Linked DNA regions of Pan troglodytes: region 2 is linked to region 1. Evidence: chromatin contacts called from public capture Hi-C data. All regions are on one chromosome and are shown on one strand. Each heading gives the region's core, a stretch centred on a gene start, on an enhancer-like site or on the middle of the called end of the contact. The rest is flanking DNA. Distances are from core to core; before and after follow the strand shown.

Region 1 (3,549 bases), core at 444-2,943:
TCAGGTTTTTTGGCATTTCTTACTACCAATGGCTGGGGCATGGGGGTGCGGGTGGCACCCCAGTCCTGTGGCCCCACCCAGAAGCGGACTCAGCACCCCAGGACAATTTTCCGCACCCCTGGGATTGCATCCCCAGCCAGTCAGCAGCACCCATTTCCTGGCCCGCCAAACTATCCTTGAAAAACTCCAGCCTTAGAATCTTCAGGGAGGCCGATTTGAGTACAAATAAAACTCCCGTGTCCAGCCAGCTCTGAGAAATCTGGCTGTCTCCGGGCAGCGGGCAAGGTGAACCCACGGGGTGGTTACATGGGGACCCAGGCTGTCTCTTGTATGGGGGGCTTATGCAGGCCCAGCCCCTCCCCTTCTCCTTCCCACCCTCTGAGCGGCCTCCAGGACTCACTCGCGTGAGGACACCCGGCCCGCGTGTCCGAGTTCTGTCCACGCCTTCTGCCAACAGCTGCCCTTTGCTCTTCGGGGCTCCTGGGACCGCGGGAAGGGGCCGGGGTTGCCTGGGGAAAGGGTGGGTGGACCTGTGTGCATGGTTTAGGGGTCTGGAGTCTTTGAGGTCGGTGGGTGTTTGTGTCTCTGTGTGTCTGTGAATCTGTCTCGTCTGTGGTTCCAGGCCTGGTGGTGCTGCAGACCCCAAGAGGCCGCCCTCCGCCTTCAGACAGCGCCCGCCGCCTCCCGGCGCCTGGGAGGAGACGGTGGGAAAATCGCGGCGGCGGCGAGAGCCCGGCCTGCTCTTTCCGTTCCTCTCCCGCAGGGGGCGCCGGCGCTCCGCGGAGAGCGGCTGCGGCCCCAGAGACCACGCTCCGGCCGCCTGACGCCCAGAGCCCCCAGGAAGGGGAAACTGAGGCCCAGAGAGGAGAAGGGAGGCTACTCAGACCTCCTAAATTCCAGTCTCAAATTCCACAGCACCAAGCTTGTCCCTAGACTTAGGAAATGCAGTGGGAGCGCTGTTCTCTACCTGGGCTGCACAGGCTGGCTCAGAGGTGGGGGATTGGACTCAATGACCTCTCAGTCCCCTCAGAGACCCTCGCCAGCTGTGGGGAGGTCCGCCAGCTCAGGGATGAGGTCTGGAGGGTAGGGCTGGGGGGACTTGGCCCTCTGGAAGTTGCTCACTGTGAGGGCTAGGTTGAGGACCCATTTATTCATCTGTAAAATGGGTGTGTAGGGAACAGGCATGTTCAGTTTTCTCCCTTGCTTTCGGCTTCATCCTAGCGCAGGTCAGAAGCTTAAGGGGAGCCTGGGCCAGCGTCCTGGGCATCCCATCCTTGCATTCTCCAGACATGACCACCTCCAGACCCTGCTCATTCCTAGACCTGCCTACTGGACCATGGGATGGTGATCGCGCCTACAGCATCCTTACCTAAGCAGCCCGACTCAAAACGATGAATTGGACCAATCAGTTATTGCCTTCCTGTTCTTCTAGAACTGTATACGGACACCCATTGTCCGTGGCCTTGTGCTGGGTGCCCGGGAGAGAGCAGTAAACAGAAAAGTGAGGCTCTGCCCCTAGAGACCCCACCGTCCAGAGAGAGGAGGCAGCGTGCCAAGCAAGTAAACAACAAACCAACAAACAATTACAAAGTCCTGTGAAGGAAACCAAGAAAGGGCAGACAGAAAGGACGACTGAGGAGGGGGAGGCTGCTCTTAGCTGCAGCTGTCAGGGGAGTTCCCTCTAATGAGGCAGCATTTAAACCAGGAGCTGAAAGATGAGTTGGAGTCAGCCGTGCAGAGGCGAGGCCAGTGGAAAGGGTGAGCTAGGGCAAGGAAAACAATCAGACTCATCCTTTTATAAGATCCTCAGGCTGCTGGGTGGAGAGTGGGCCTGGACAGGGCGTGAAGGGCAGTCAGAAGGCCAGAGAGGACGCCGTTGCCATGAATCAGGGGACAGCTGCTGGTGGCTCAGACCAAGGTGGTGGCTGTGGAGGTGGTGGATTCTGGATGTATTTTAAAATAGGATTGGCGGGGCGTGGTGGCTCATGCCTGTAATCCCAGCACTTTGGGAGGCGGAGGTGGGTGGATCAACTGAGGTCAGGAATTCGAGACCAGCCTGGCCAACATGGCGAAACCCTGTCTCTACTAAAAATACAAAAATCAGCCAGGCATCGTGGCACGGATCTGTATTCTCAGCTACTTGAGAGGCTGAGGCAGGAGAATCGCTTAAACCCAGGAGGCAGAGGTTGCAGTGAGCCAGGATCATGCCACTGTACTCCAGCCTGGGCAACAGAGTGAAACTGTGTCTCAAAAAAATACAAATAAATAAATAAATAGGGTTTATTTAATTTATTTATCAAATCAAATCAAATTGCCTTGAAGCCTTGGGTAGTTGGAAGTGCCTTTTTCCAAGGTGGGGACAGGTGTGTGAAACGCGGGATGGGCTGTAAGGGATCCCAGGACGGAATCCAGCCCTCCCTACGTATTCCCTGTCTTTGCAGGTAGGTTGTGGTTCTGAACTCAAGGATTAAGGCTTCCAAACTTGGTCCAGCTTCAGTATTGCCTGGGAGCTTTGGTCAATATGATTCTCAGGTCCCAGATCTTTTGACACAGAAGCTCTCAGGTGGCCCCTATGTGGGAATCCCTGCCCCAGAGCCCAGTAGTTGTTTTCCCACTAGGACTGTGGTGACTCCTGTCTTCCTCTTCTAGGTGGCCAGACCCAGGTGAGGGAAGAGGCAGTGGTGGGAGAGTTTGGAGGGAGCGCCAAGAGACACACATGAGCAGAGGCTGCTGGAGAGTCAGAGATGTCGAGAAATGCCAGGGAAAAACAAGCTACCTTTTAATTTTGACCTCATTTCTAAATGATCACAGCTACCAAGGAAGATATTAATTTGCCTCCTGGGAAGTGGCTGGGGGAAGCACCAAGAGAAACTGGCAAGCAAAACAGGACCCAGAGGCTGAAGTCCTTGCACCGAGCACTTGCAGAGATGGAGGTGGGGAGGGCTGGGACTCTGAGGGCCCTTTGGGTCCCTAGGATGATGCTAAGATAAGTCAGGCAGATGCTGGCAGTCCAGTTCATTCTGAATCCATCCCACGAGAGGGGCTCAAATGGCCAAAATGTGTCCCTTGCCTTGACAGGCTGGGGAGGTTCATGGAACATTCTCTCACTGGCCCTCTTCACCTGGGGGTCATCCTGTAGGTCTCCCCACAAGCATCACTTCTTCAGGGGAGGCCTCCCTCGCTCCCCATTACTGGGTCATATCCCCAGTGTGAACACCCACTTGGCCTTCTCTTTCCTCCCGTGGGCATGTTCAATGCATGATGCACTTTCATCCAGCAAGGCAGACCTGCTGTCTCCTTTTACAGGTGAAGGCGCTAAGGTTCAGAGAGTTTAAGCAGTTTGCCCAAGGTCACACAGCTTGCACATGGCCTGGAACTTCTGTGGCTGCCACAGATACAGAAAACATTGCCTCCAAGTCCTTTGTTATAACTGAACACCACTTAACAACAGAAAACTATGGCTACCCAAAAGGATCAGACGAAACCTCTCAAAGGACCAAATAAATACCAGTGCTAGGTCCAGGCACGACGTAGGGATTATGTTTTGGA
Region 2 (3,397 bases), core at 601-3,100, 420 kb after region 1:
CCAGGCTGGTCTTGAACTCCTGACCTCAGGTGATCAACCCTCCTCAGCCTCCCAAAGTGTAGGATTACATGTGTGAGCACCGGGCCTGGCCTACTGAATTTTTTCCTGGCCTGTTCTGTGTCCAAACAATTTACTTTTCTTTGCTAGGATAATCTTGTGTTTATAACCTCCACAGTGGTTGTTGGAGAAGTGATTAGAATATTCTAATTCATCGTTTCCACTTCACCGCAGAAAGATGAGGCCTGCGTGGGAGACAATTTTTGTTTAAAAATAAAAATATCTTTGATAATTAGAGTGGCAAGGGAAATTATGAACAAACGCACCAAAAGCGGGGAGCAGATTTCTATTTACACGTGACACAGTTGACAGTTTTCCCTGGTGCCAAAGACTGTTAGAATGCAAATGGTTTCATTTGATTTTTTTCCCCTTTCAAGAGCTGGAACAATTTCTCAAGCTACAGCATGGTGCTCTCCCAGCTTCAAGGAATATTTTTATCTGGGCAACACCCAGCAAAGCGGTGCCACGACCCAGTTCAGTCATAGCTGCGCTCTGACTTACACAGCATGAAAATGCTGCAATGTTCATTTTCTGAGCTCTTTTTAACATGCTAAATATGAATGTCGTATTTGTTGGCAGGAAAGGAAAAGAAAATAAGCCACTCTTTTTGCCCTGCAAGATATCCACATAAAATATTAACAGAAAAGCAAAGGAAAAACTTGTGCAAAGTTCACCTTCTTTTATTAAGCAAGAGCCAAACTCTTGGAAGGACTGTTTTGGGTCTCATTTCTTTGCTCTTAAAGGGGCAGATGCCCCAGAATGGCAGGAATGCACGTTCCTTCTCCCACCTCTGTGGCTTGGAGCAAGTGATTTTGCCTCATGAACCTGTTTCCTCTTTCTCCAAAGATGATCACACCTGGCCCACTCTCCTCACAGGTCGTTCTGAGGCTCTGAGGAGAGGAGGTGCAGGACAACACTTTGAAGTATATGATGAAAACAGTATTCCTTCTTTTCTTCCAGAAAGAGAGAGACAGACACAGAATCTGAGGCATAATTAACACCACCAATCTTAGCAGCACTACCATGCCATGGATAATTTTCAGATACCCTGAAAAGGGCAAAACATTTGTCTTTTGTTTCACTCATAATTTTCTCCATACTGACTTGGTGGGGGTGTCCCAGTTCTCAGCCAATGATGTTCTAATTTCACCCATTATTTTCAGGAAGAAACAAATGCAATATACTTTGTCCTCTGCATGCCTGAGGTGGGGAGCAAATGCCGTGCCATGCAACCAGATGGCTGGCAAGTGTAGCTGTGCTCTCACTCCGAGAGGCATGCGGCCTGCTGAACTCTAAACACGACAAATTCCAAACCGCACCCTTGTTGGCTTTAAGCCCCTGGGAGCTGAGCCTGAGGCCCAGGAGGTCTGATCTGAGTCCTTAGCGCCAGGCTTTGTTCCAAACTCTGGTGTCACTTTGTCCTGGGGCCAGTTCCTGCCCAGCCTTAGCTGAAACCAGAGAGTGAACAGCTGAAAGCCAAAGTTGTTGAAAACTCCTTTTGCATAAGCCAAAGCCAGAAGACAAAGACAGGACCTCTGCTTTGAAGTGACTGGGGTAACTGCCTGGAAAATGTTCCCAATACATTTTGCGATGCGCAGGGATGGCTGTTGAACACGCCAAATGGCCAGTTCCATCTTTTTTCAAACCCAAAGAGAAACACTTTTTAAAAAATATATGTACACCATTTAACTCCTGAACAAAAATTTCTTTCTCCTCCCCCCAGGCCCAAATCAGTGGCTCCAGAGAGCACAGTTATCAAGAGATTATCTGGTCCCCAGAGTATCGGGAGGCACTCAGCTGTGCCACATGCCTCCGAGTGTCCTGAGGCGAGTGATTATCTCTCAATAACCTGTAAGGCCGTGTAGCTTAAATGATAACTTGACTTTAAAAAATTTAGAACTCGCTGTTAGGCAGTTTCTAAGCAACTGTTTCCATGGCAAAGAAGCCTGGTGTTTATACTGATTTTTCACTTAAAATGCAGTTTTATTGAATTTCACTCCATGCAGGCAGCCATTTGCCTGCACTTCAGCCCTATCTACAACTGACGGCTATCAGTAAGTACCTAATAAACTCCAGATGCCAAACCAGAAGTGGCTCCTTCCTTCGTGATCAGTATGGGGGTGCCCCTAGTGAGCAAGCTGGGGGCGAGGAGGTGGGAATGGGGAGGGAGGAAACGTGCTCCTGGAATCTGGTCAGCTGGGTTTAAGTTTTATCTCTTCATGGTTTATCAAACGTTTACTAAAGCCTGGTCCAGCCCAGGCCCTAATTGAGGTGCTTGAGGCACAAAGAGAGAGGGACAAAAAAGGCTCTGCCCTCAGGGCTCCCTGTCTGCTGGGGTAGCCTAAGGGATCACAGAGGCCCATGGCACACTGTGGCAAGGGCCATCCTAGAAGTGATGTGCGGGTGGCACCAGGCATGGCTTCCTGAGGAGAGGCACGGCAAGTTGCTTCTCTGTAAAGAGCGAGTGGACCAGACCAGTTCTAAGATCCCTGGTAGCTCCAACAGACCACGAGAGTTTTCAATCATGGGCACTGGATCATTACCCACCCCCACCCTCTCAATATGGCAAAACCAAAAAGAACCCCCTCTGCTCTGCTGCAGGAGCAAATATTACAGAATATGTTCTCACCATCTCTGTCTAGACAACATCTGCTCAAAGAGAGATCTAGAAAAGCGCCAGCCAATGAAGGCCCAGTGAAGCTAAATAAACTGTAACTGAAATGCAGGGCTTCCAGCTCTCCTGGGTGACAGGCTATTCTTCCTGTGTCAATTACTTGCTTGAGGGATCTGCTGTTCTCCATCTCTTTCTGGATTTATAAAATGCTCTCATGAGCCATCAGGGTAAATGCCAGTGGTAAAGAACATGTGGCTTTGTGATCTGTTTGTTTGCTTACTTATTTGGGGCTTCTAAAGAAGTTACTCAGAAATGTCTCCTTAGGAACACGATACAGGCTCTCTCTATGTGGGCACGGTTAAATGCAGTGGGAAAGTAAGCTCACTTGTGGGAAAGCAGGCATACTCACTAAGTTATTTTGGTGTTCCCGTTGTTCCCTCTCTGGCAGCATAGCCTCCACACTCTCCTCCTCTCTGGCCATCTCTTCTCCCATCACTCTGTGCATGCTGATGCTGCAAAGGAGGCTGTGTGTTTCCTTTTAAACAAATGGATGCTCAGGGTGTTGATGCGTCCTAGCCAGCAAGCAGTGGGGCTATGTTTCTATACTTGGTAATTTACTCTAATGGGTCTCGGTTCATTGGTTAACCAGTATTTCAAGCCTGTCCTTTCTTGCTATTCAATTTAGCTATCTTCCCCTGCACGGAGGTCGTTTTTTATTTCTAAATG

What was found. Capture Hi-C pulls out chosen DNA fragments and counts their contacts.
Region 2: a contact with region 1 is called in a capture Hi-C map of stem cell-derived neural stem cells, with 4 times the contacts expected there. The contact joins two enhancer-like sites. A contact is called at or near these places in 4 of 7 Hi-C or Micro-C datasets (blood, induced pluripotent stem cells, a lymphoblastoid cell line and 1 more) and 1 of 1 other capture datasets (stem cell-derived neural stem cells).

The regions. Positions count from the first base shown.
Region 1 is chr21:43,802,183-43,805,731 of NHGRI_mPanTro3-v2.0_pri, forward strand. No RefSeq gene overlaps it. Among named protein-coding and RNA genes, the nearest start is that of BLCAP, 38 kb to the left of the region's middle. Within about 2 kb of position 1,694, at least 5 of the 24 cell types and tissues checked have an H3K27ac peak or open chromatin away from gene starts, as enhancers often do. A contact at or near this core is called in stem cell-derived neural stem cells, where this site is marked.
Region 2 is chr21:44,223,736-44,227,132 of NHGRI_mPanTro3-v2.0_pri, forward strand. All of the region lies in intron 7 of TTI1 (TELO2 interacting protein 1), which reads right to left. Among named protein-coding and RNA genes, the nearest start is that of TTI1, 45 kb to the right of the region's middle. Within about 2 kb of position 1,851, at least 12 of the 24 cell types and tissues checked have an H3K27ac peak or open chromatin away from gene starts, as enhancers often do. A contact at or near this core is called in stem cell-derived neural stem cells, where this site is marked.